3 separate regions of the Sus scrofa genome follow, and all the other regions are linked to region 3. A link is a contact called in public HiChIP or PLAC-seq data. All regions are on one chromosome and are shown on one strand. The core of a region is the stretch at or near the end of the contact, and the rest is flanking DNA. Distances in the headings are between cores, read along the strand shown. Region 1 overlaps NCOR2 (nuclear receptor corepressor 2). Region 2 overlaps NCOR2 (nuclear receptor corepressor 2). Region 3 has its middle 130 kb from the start of SCARB1.

Region 1 (3,186 bases), core at 75-2,574, 220 kb before region 3:
GGCCCAGGGAGACCCACATCTGAGCAGAGAAAGCAGAGGGTGCTCCCCAGGGATGAGCCGGCCCCCACACAGTCTGGAGAAAAGGAGAAGAAGGCTGCCCTTCCTGGGCCTGAGACCTCAGCTGCAGGACCCCTCACTCAACACCTTCTTATTACAGACAGGCCAAAAGAGGGTCAGCAGGGGTTCCCATCGTGGCTCAGTGAGGTAAGAACCCAACTAGTATCTATGAGGATGTGGGTTCCATCCCTGGCCTCACTCAGTCGGTTAAGGATCTAGTGTTGCCACAAGCTGTGGTGTAGGTCACAGATGCGGCTCTTATCCCTCGCTGCTTTGGCTGTGGCATCGGCTGGCAGCTGCCGCTCCAATTGGACCCCCAGCCTGGGAACTTCCATATGCCGTGAGTGCAGCCCTAAAAAGACAAAAAAACAAAACAAAACAAAAAACAGAGAAGGTCAGCAGGCTGGTGCTGCGTGCCCGAACTCCGCCCTCTTCAGCTGGATCGCTCAGCCCATGTGGTCCCGGCGTCTGGAGAGGTGGGCACAGTGGCCATGCAGAGAAGGGTTCCAGCTCCACCAGAATGATCAGGTCCCGGAACAGAAATGCCTCTGCAGCCTGGCTGGGGGGTCATGGATGAGAGACCACCAAACACCACATCCTGCATCAAACCCTCCAGAGAAAAACACGCTCGCTGCACCTGCACCACCTATGAACCTCCCTAAAAGGATTCCCAGAGGACCACCACTCCCCTACCCCCCACTGATTCTGCTTCAAGAGCACCAACCACCCCCAGGGTCACCAGACCCACTCCCTCACTAGCTGGCAGGTTCTACTTCATCCAGTCAACATTTATCAAGGGAAGAGTCCGATTTCCCTCCCCAGACATGCTTGTCCCCACTCCACAGACCAGGAAACTGAGGCTCAGAGAGGTGGGCTGACTTGCCCAAGGTCAAAAAGCCAGAAAGCAGCCAGGCTTCATTCTGATCCCCCCCCCCGAAACCGCCAGCACAGGCGCCCCCTCCCAGAGCAAGCGGAAGGGATGCAGCACTGGTTGGTCGGAGCCGCCACGGAGGCCCGTTTCTGTTTCCAATTTAATTGGTACATGTGTGTCCACTGGGCTGTGGCCAGCTCAGCCGCCCAACCCTGCTCCCCTGCCAGGGCGAGATCTGCTCAAAATCACTTCCTCCTCGACTCTTTGTTTTTTTTTTCCCCTTTTTAATTTTAAAGGGAAGAGAGAGAGAGAGAGAGAAACCAGTCCTGACAACCGCTCCTGGTACGCCAGGTCACAGGGTTCCGCATGAGAACCCTGGCCATGCAATGCGCCCTCCCTCTTGGGTATTTCACAAACACAACGCCGGATTTTTCCTGGCTCTTCCTCATTAAGTCCTGGGCGCCCCGGGAGGGACGTGGTTTCCATTAGACCCAGCTCCTCCATCTGGCCTTCCAAACGGCAATTTTCTCTGCGGAGGGAAGGCGGGGTGGGGGGGACCTGGAGAAAAAGCTGGTGGCTGGGAGGCAGGGGGTGGGGCACTAGCACCAGCTGTGTGACCTGGGCAAACCGATTAACCCCCTGCCTGGGGCTGGGATAGGCGGGCACTATGCAGTGGGCCACAGGGACACAGACACAGAGGCGGGGCCAGGTGCAGGGCGTGAGGAGCTCAGCATCCTGCCCCTTGGAAAAGGCACAGTAACCCGATTGCTAACCCAAGGGAATGCTGGGATTCTAAAGGATGAGGGGCTCAGAGTCCACTTTGCTGCCTGTGTGGGAATGAACCAACCCCAGAAGAAAGAGCAGGCCACAGGATGCAGCTTGACATTCCGCTCAGTGAAACAAGCCAGACACAACAGGACAAACACCATCGATTCCATCCATACGGGGTGCCCCAAGCGATCAGAGTCACAGAGAATAGAAGGGGGGGTGGCCGGTGCTGGAGGAGGGAGAGTTAGTGTTAAATGGGCACAGAGTTTGTTTTTCAAGATGAAAAAGCTCTGGAGATGGTGGTGATGCTTGCAGGACAATGTGAATACACTAAACACTGCTGAGCTGTACAATTCAAATGGGGTGAGATGGTCAGCTTTTTGTTATGTGTACTGTAGCACAGTTTAAAAAAATTTTTTTTAGTTTTTTTTTTTTTCTGCGTTTTAGGGCTGCACCTGCAGCATATGGAAGTTCCCAGACTAAGGGGTTGAATCAGAGCTGCAGCTGCCAGCCTACGTCACAACAATGCAGGATCCAAGCTGCGTCTATGATGTACACTGCAGCTCACAGCAATGCTGGATCCTTAAGTTGCTGATCAAGGCCAGGAATCAAACCTGCATCCTCATGAATACTAGTTGGGTTTGTAACCCACTGAGCTACAACAGGAATTCCAAAAGCTTTTTTTTTTTTAATACACATACACACACACACACACACACACACACACACACACACACACACACACACACCTGCACGTGCACGCACCTCCTCCAGGGAGACCACCCTGATTGCTAGATAACAGCACCCAGCTGCTCTATGGTGGTTCCCACTCTCCCACCATGAAAAGAGATAATGTTGCCAAGGGTGCTGCCAGGGGTCCTAGTATGCAGTAGCCCCTCACAGCCCAGGGCTGAGTGGGACCACAATCAAGGGCTGGTCTCGGCCTATCTCCCTTTAGGACCCAATGGCCCTGGGGCATGCATGGACCTGCAGACCAGCGCCTCATAGCTCTGCTCCCTCAGAAGTGCCTCATGATCTCCCCACTGACCAAGCGCCTCCAATCAGATAGCCTGGGTGCAGGAGGGGCTGACTAGCAACTCTCCGACCCTTCGATTAGGTCCCCGGACCCTGAAACCTGAGGCCAGGCCCAAAGCTGTTCTCTCCGCAGTCTCTACCCCATGGCCCATGGCCACTGCAGAGACCCCAAGAGTGAAGGGGCGGCCCCTGGATTCCCACCGACTTCCCTGCACCAACATCTGGCAAATATGTCCCCAGCTGTGCAGCTGCCGGAAACGCCTCCCCCACCCCCGGCCTCCTCCGCGCACACAGGCCCTCGAGGAAGGCTTTCAGAGGAATTTATGGGGTCATCCCTCATATTTCAGGGCAGCTCTCTGGGGAACGGCCTCTGCCACATGTGAACAAGGACAAATGTTTCTGCTGCTAAGAATAGCTCCTCGGGGCCAGTAGCCCACCCACTCAGCAACCGCCCT
Region 2 (3,039 bases), core at 181-2,680, 250 kb before region 3:
GGCCCTGGGACACCAGGCACTCCCCAGCTCCCACCTGGACTCTGAGCACTGATCCAGCAGCCAGGGTCAGACCCCATATCAGGGATAGCGGGGAAATATGACCAGGAGCCCAGAGCAGGAGAGGACCAAAGGGGCCAAGGCAGGGAGGAGAGGTCCTCCTTCTGTCACACTTCACTGTGTGACCTCACACAAGGAACAATCCTTCTCTGGGCCTCAGTTTCCTCATCTATGAAATAAGGGAGAATACGCAGGCCATGAATACAGGCCTTGAGCATATTTGGAAAGAGTCAACTGTCAATCACTGAAGGTGAGTCCTTAGTGGCTTTATGGGAAGATGGGTAACTCACCATCTCACAGGACACCAGATTCCACTTTAGGGCAGCTCAAGCCTTATTAGTTTAACCCCTGGGAGACACTCTGCTCTTGGTACCCTAAGCCCCTCCCCTAAGACCAAGCCTCCTCCAGACACCACGCAGCTGGCCTCCACAGATCCCTAGAAGCCCCGGTAGTCTGCTACAGAACCTGTGTTCTACCACCCCAAAGGCCCCTTCCAGGGCTAAATGTAAGCAGAGGCCGGTGTTGATGAATCAGGCTCTGGGACTGATGGCCTACAGGTTCAAATCCCAGGTCCGCCACTTCTCAGCTGTGTGACTTCAGACAAGTCACTTTATCTCTCTGGGCCTCAGTTTCTCCCTGTGTTCAATGGAAACAATCACTGTGCCTACCCTCTGAGGACTGCTACGTAAAAAACCTGGCCCATCACCTGAAAAGGAGAAGCTATTCAACTAATGTTTGCTGTTATGATGAATAATATTACTATTGTCTACTGCATTACAGGAATTCTTCTACATGAGTCCCTAAGCTATTGCCATCCTTCCACAGATCAACTGGCCCCTAAAGCTCTCCTATGACCTAATGCCTGCATTTCTATTTGTATCTCACAGGCAACATCCACACCAGTCTGTGTGTCTCAGCAGAACGGAACACAGCCACACCAAGATGGGTCTCCACTAGCCGCCCCTCCTCCTCCCACTCACAAACCCAAGTCTGATGAGGGGTTGGAGATTGTTCGCAGAGGTCCCCATTTCACAGATGGAAACACTGAGGCTGGGGGTGGAGAGAGCCAGACGCTTCACAGGGACACCTGCATCCCGCCTGGCAGCCAGCACACAGCAAGCAGAAGGTGGGGTGGGGGCTCCAGGGGGCGGAGTGGGGCATACCCGGTTCTCGTCGTAGATGATCTGCACCAGGCTGCGATGCTTCGACTCAATGGGCGGCGGTGACACAGGCTTCTCAGGCTCGGGTGGCTTGGCGGCCTCCTCCTCCAGCTGTTGCTGTGGGAAGCGGGGAGAGCATAGCGGTGAGCACGCCGGCGGGCGGAAGAGAGGCAGCACCCCCATGGCGGAGGGGCGGCCCCCATGCAGCCGGGCTGGTGGCCCCGCACAGGAAGTCAGGCTGCTAACCATTTCCTCTGAGTCACCCGCAGGGACTCCGAGCCCTGGAGGGCCTCTCTCAGCTCCCACGGGGAAGGGCCTGACCAGGGTCAACTCCAGACTCACAACCAGCCTTCCTGGGTTCAAGCCCAGCTTTGGTGAGCATAAGTAAACAGCTTAAGCCCACTGTGCCTCAGCTTCCTCATCTGTAAAGTGGGCTCATTAACCCTGATGAGTTAATGCATGCATAGTGCAGACTGGGGACGCGCTAAAGACCAGCCACTAGCCATCATTACCACCACAAGTGCCGTCATCCTCAGGAGAGGCTGGAAACTCTGGGGCCAAACTGTCCAGACTGGAACCCTATTTCCCTATTTCTACTACTTACTTGCTATGTAACCCTGAGAAGCTGCTAAACTTCACTTTTCTCATTTGGAAAATGGGGATAATTAAAGTTTCTATCCTAGAGTTGATATGAGGATGAAATGAGCAGATGCATGCAAAGCACTAAACACCTAACAACCAGCTTCTCATCATCGTCATTATCATCGTCATCTGCCTGTGGTCCTCACGCTGGACCCTCCTCCTCCAAACACCATTAAGGACCTCCCTTCAAGCTACTGTCTGCTTTCTAGCAAAAAGAGAAAGCAAAGACCAGAGAGCGTAAGACACTGGCCCAAGGTCACACAGGAGGCCAAGGCCCAGGGGTACAATCTGACAGGGCGTTTTGGGTGAGATGAGAACACTGTTCTTTGCACAGAAGGCTCACACATTGCGCCCATGACAATTATGGAGCAAAAAGATAAAATAAAACCATTTTTTTAAATGACCATTATAAACTCAAAAAAAGGTGGCCACGAGGAGGGAAACACAGAAAGAGCCAGAAAATCCAGTTTTGGCTGCTGCGGGCACAAAGGCCTGGCTGGTTGAGCTGAGCTGCCTCAATGCCACAGTGACCCCTGATGGTGGCTTTTAGAAGGGCAGTTCGCATGGGGCAAAACAACTAAATCCCTCCAAAAAGGGCAAAACAAATTAAGCAAAGAAATGGAAGGAGTACCCAGCCAGAAAGGGAGGACAGAAAGGCGATTCCAACCAGTGGGTGAAGGTGGCCCTCCCTGAGGCACTAAAAGTGCAACACAAGTTACCACAGGACCCAGCAATTCCATTCCTCCTACAGACCCAAAGGATTGAGAACAGATGCTCAGACAAAAGCACACAGCAGCACTACTCCCGACTGTCAAAAGAAGGAGACACACCAGACGTTCACCAACTGATGAATGGATAAACAAATGTGGTCGATCCATCCATATAGTGGAATATTATTCGGCAATAAACAGACTGAAGCCGATAGAGGCTGCAACGGGGGTGAACGCCGATGCTGAGTGAAAGCTGCTGGACACAGCAGACCATGTGTTTTATGATCCCATTTATAGGAAATGTCCAGACAAATCCATAGAGACAGTAAGCAGGTTGGGGTTGGGGGGTTACTGCTGATGTGTATGGGGTCTCCTTTTTTGGTTGATGGAAATGTCCTAGAACTAGATAGAAGGGGGTAGCTGCACCATGCCATGAATGTACTAAATGCCGCTGCATTACTCATCCTACA
Region 3 (2,910 bases), core at 296-2,795:
AGTTCTACAGGAGTTGAAGAAACGCAGCAGGCATGGAGGGCTTCCCGGAGGAGGTGAGCCAGGTTTGAATCCTGCCTCTGCTGGGGATCTTCGGCAATGTCTTCACCTCCCTGGGCTTGGTGACCTCATCTTTTGGGAACGTCAAGAAAAACAACAGCTCAAGTCAGCCAGGCCTTTAATGGACAGGGTTAGGGCTGTTGATGTAGAAACAAAGACATCTTGAATTCAGCTTTCGTTGGAGGAAATCCCAGCAGGGCCTTGGCCTTGATGTTCAGAGTGACTCTGCTCCTGCCCCTGGAGGTCCAGCCATAGACAGACCTTCACTGAGGTCTGGCTCTATTCCCATGTCTCTGAATACCTCAAGCAAATCACTTAAGCTTTGAGACTCAGTTTCTCCAACTGTAAAATGGGACACCATGCACCAGTATGACTGGGGGTGCTTAGCTAACATAGATCTGGCACATAGAGATGTTGCTCAAAAGATCAAAGCAGGAGTTCCCGTTGTGGCACAGTGGAAACGAATCCAACTAGGAACCATGAGGTTGCAGGTTCAATCCATGGCCTCGCTCAGTGGGTTAAGGATCCGGTGTTGCTGTGGCTGTGGCGTAGGCCAGCGGCTACAGCTCTGATTGGACCCCTAGCCTGGGAACCTCCATATGCCATGGTGCGGCCATAGAAAAGACAAAAAGACCAAAAAAAACAAACAAAAAAATCATCAAAGCAACTGCTCCTAATTTTTTTTATTTGTCCTTGACTGTGGCATGCAGAAGTTCCCAGGCCAGGGATCGAATCCTGGCGCCAACAGTGACAATGCCAGATCTTAACCCACTGAGCCGCCCAGGGAACACAGCAACTACTCCTAATTTCTAAGGCCAAGAAGAGGTGTCTGAAAAAGGAAAGTGACTAATAGACAGCAAAGGTCAGCTCTTGGTGGGCGTGTCAAGATCCCCCCTTCCCTTTTGGATGAATCAACTTGAACATGGCAATAATAGCCAGCCTTGGTTCTGAATGACCGCAGATGCACAAAATTGGGTTAACCATCGTCTCCTGACTCACTCCCTTTGTTGGTGGGTACCTGGCCGGGTTTTTTTGTTTTTGTTTTCTTTTTCACCGTCTAGGGATCTAATCCGAGCCATAACTATTGATCCACTGCGCCACAGCAGGAACTCCCACCTGGCATGTTTTTTATTTTATAGTTTTGTCTAGCTCTTCACCACTTTCTGTACCTTTGAACTTATTGTTCTGTAATACAATGGACACTCATGTGACACTGTTCCCAGGGCAGGGACAAGACTGTGCCTCATGCAGTTCCCCATGGGTCCCCTCTCCCCAGCCATGTAAGCACCTTTCCTTGATCTCATGAGCAACTATTTTGTCCTCACTTCAGGCCAGGCACAGCACCCAGAATTTACGTTTGTCATTTCCTTGCTTCTTCTTTTTTTTGTTTTGTTTTGTTTCGGTTTTGGCTGCCCACCCCTCCCCCCACCCCCCAGTATACAAACGTTCCTGGGCTAGGGATTGACTCCATGCCCCAGCAGTGACAACACCAGGTCCTGAATTCCCATTCCCTTGCTTCTTTGCATGAAGATTACTGGGGGCATCTGTTTATGTGTGTGTCCACACTTGTGCTTCTCAGGCTTCAGTGGGCTCAGAATCACCAGGACAGCTGTGAAGATAGATTCCAGGCCCCAGCCCCAGAGTGTCTGATTCTGCAGGTCCGGAGCAAGGTCCAAGAATTGGCATTTCTAACACCTTTCGTGGGGACAGTGCCGCCACTGTTACTGGGGACCATACCTTAAGAAGCGGGGCACTGAAGATTATAGTATGGAGTTCGAGTTGTTTGCGAGCATCATAACAAGGGTGTCATGTTATGCGTAGTCTTCTGGGCTAGGTGTTTTCATTCAACCCCAGTGATTTCCTAAGCGTGAATTTGCCTCCGGCGGATGTCTGGAGACATTTCAGCTTGTCATGACTGGTTGGGTGTGGTACGTGACTGGCATCTAGTGGGTAGGCTCCAGGGACGCTGCTCACCATCTTGCGTGCCCAGGAAGCTCCCTGCAACAGAGTGACCCGTGTTCTCAACATCAACAGTCCCAGGAGAAATGGAAACATTTGTTCACGCAAACATCCACACAACGCAAACATCCACACATGCAAACATGTGTATATACTTTAGTTACGAAAAAAGAAAGAAAGAAACAGGAAGCTCCTGCTGTGGTGCAGTGGGTTAAGGATCCAGTGTTGCTGCAGCCATGGCACAGGTCACAGCTGCCGTCTGGATTCAATGCCTGGCCAGGGAACTTCCACATGCTTCGGGTAAGGCCAAAAAAACCAAATGGGAAACAACCCAAATGTCCATTGATGGATGAATAAACAGTATGTGGTCCTTTCAATGATGGAATAGGATTCAGCCATAAAGAGGAATGACATGATGCAACAGGCTACAGTGTGGATGAACCTTGAAAATCTAATGGTGAACAAGAGAACCCAGACATGAAAGGTCCCACGTTGTGTGATGCCATGGATGTGAAATGCCCAGAAAGGGCAAATCCATGGAGACAATAAGTAGATTGGTGGTTGCCAGAGGCAGGGGAGGAAGTAATGGGGTGACCGCTGATGGGTAGGGGATTGCCCTTCAGGGACGATGCAAATGTTCTAAAATTGATCAGGGTGATAAGGACACAGCTCTGTGAATAGACTAAGATCCATTGAATTGCATGATTTAAGAAGGTGAATTACATCGTATGTGAATTCTCAGCAAAACTGAGATTAAAAAAATTAAAATGAGGAGTTCCTGCCGCAGTGCAGGGGGTTAAGGATCTGGCATTGCCACAGCTGCAGTGTAAGTCATAGCTGCAGCTCAGATTCAATCCCTGGCCTGGGAACTCCATATGCCTTGGGGCAGCCAAA

Evidence for each region. HiChIP or PLAC-seq counts read pairs in DNA pulled down with a chosen protein or histone mark.
Region 1: a contact with region 3 is called in an H3K27ac HiChIP or PLAC-seq map of alveolar macrophages. The contact joins two enhancer-like sites. A contact is called at or near these places in 1 of 47 Hi-C or Micro-C datasets (skeletal muscle) and 2 of 2 datasets of contacts at active chromatin or transcription factors (alveolar macrophages and skeletal muscle).
Region 2: an H3K27ac HiChIP or PLAC-seq map of alveolar macrophages shows a contact between it and region 3. The contact joins two enhancer-like sites. A contact is called at or near these places in 2 of 2 datasets of contacts at active chromatin or transcription factors (alveolar macrophages and skeletal muscle).

What each region holds. Positions count from the first base shown.
Region 1 is chr14:28,650,464-28,653,649 of Sscrofa11.1, reverse strand. The region is part of intron 2 of NCOR2 (nuclear receptor corepressor 2); the gene reads right to left. Among named protein-coding and RNA genes, the nearest start is that of NCOR2, 9.3 kb to the right of the region's middle. Within about 2 kb of position 1,324, at least 27 of the 83 cell types and tissues checked have an H3K27ac peak or open chromatin away from gene starts, as enhancers often do. A contact at or near this core is called in alveolar macrophages, where this site is marked.
Region 2 is chr14:28,680,767-28,683,805 of Sscrofa11.1, reverse strand. NCOR2 (nuclear receptor corepressor 2) reads right to left here. Exons shown (of 49, transcript NM_001044576.1): 7 at 1,221-1,334. Among named protein-coding and RNA genes, the nearest start is that of NCOR2, 40 kb to the right of the region's middle. Within about 2 kb of position 1,430, at least 9 of the 83 cell types and tissues checked have an H3K27ac peak or open chromatin away from gene starts, as enhancers often do. A contact at or near this core is called in alveolar macrophages, where this site is marked.
Region 3 is chr14:28,426,661-28,429,570 of Sscrofa11.1, reverse strand. No RefSeq gene overlaps it. Among named protein-coding and RNA genes, the nearest start is that of SCARB1, 130 kb to the right of the region's middle. Within about 2 kb of position 1,545, at least 5 of the 83 cell types and tissues checked have an H3K27ac peak or open chromatin away from gene starts, as enhancers often do. A contact at or near this core is called in alveolar macrophages, where this site is marked.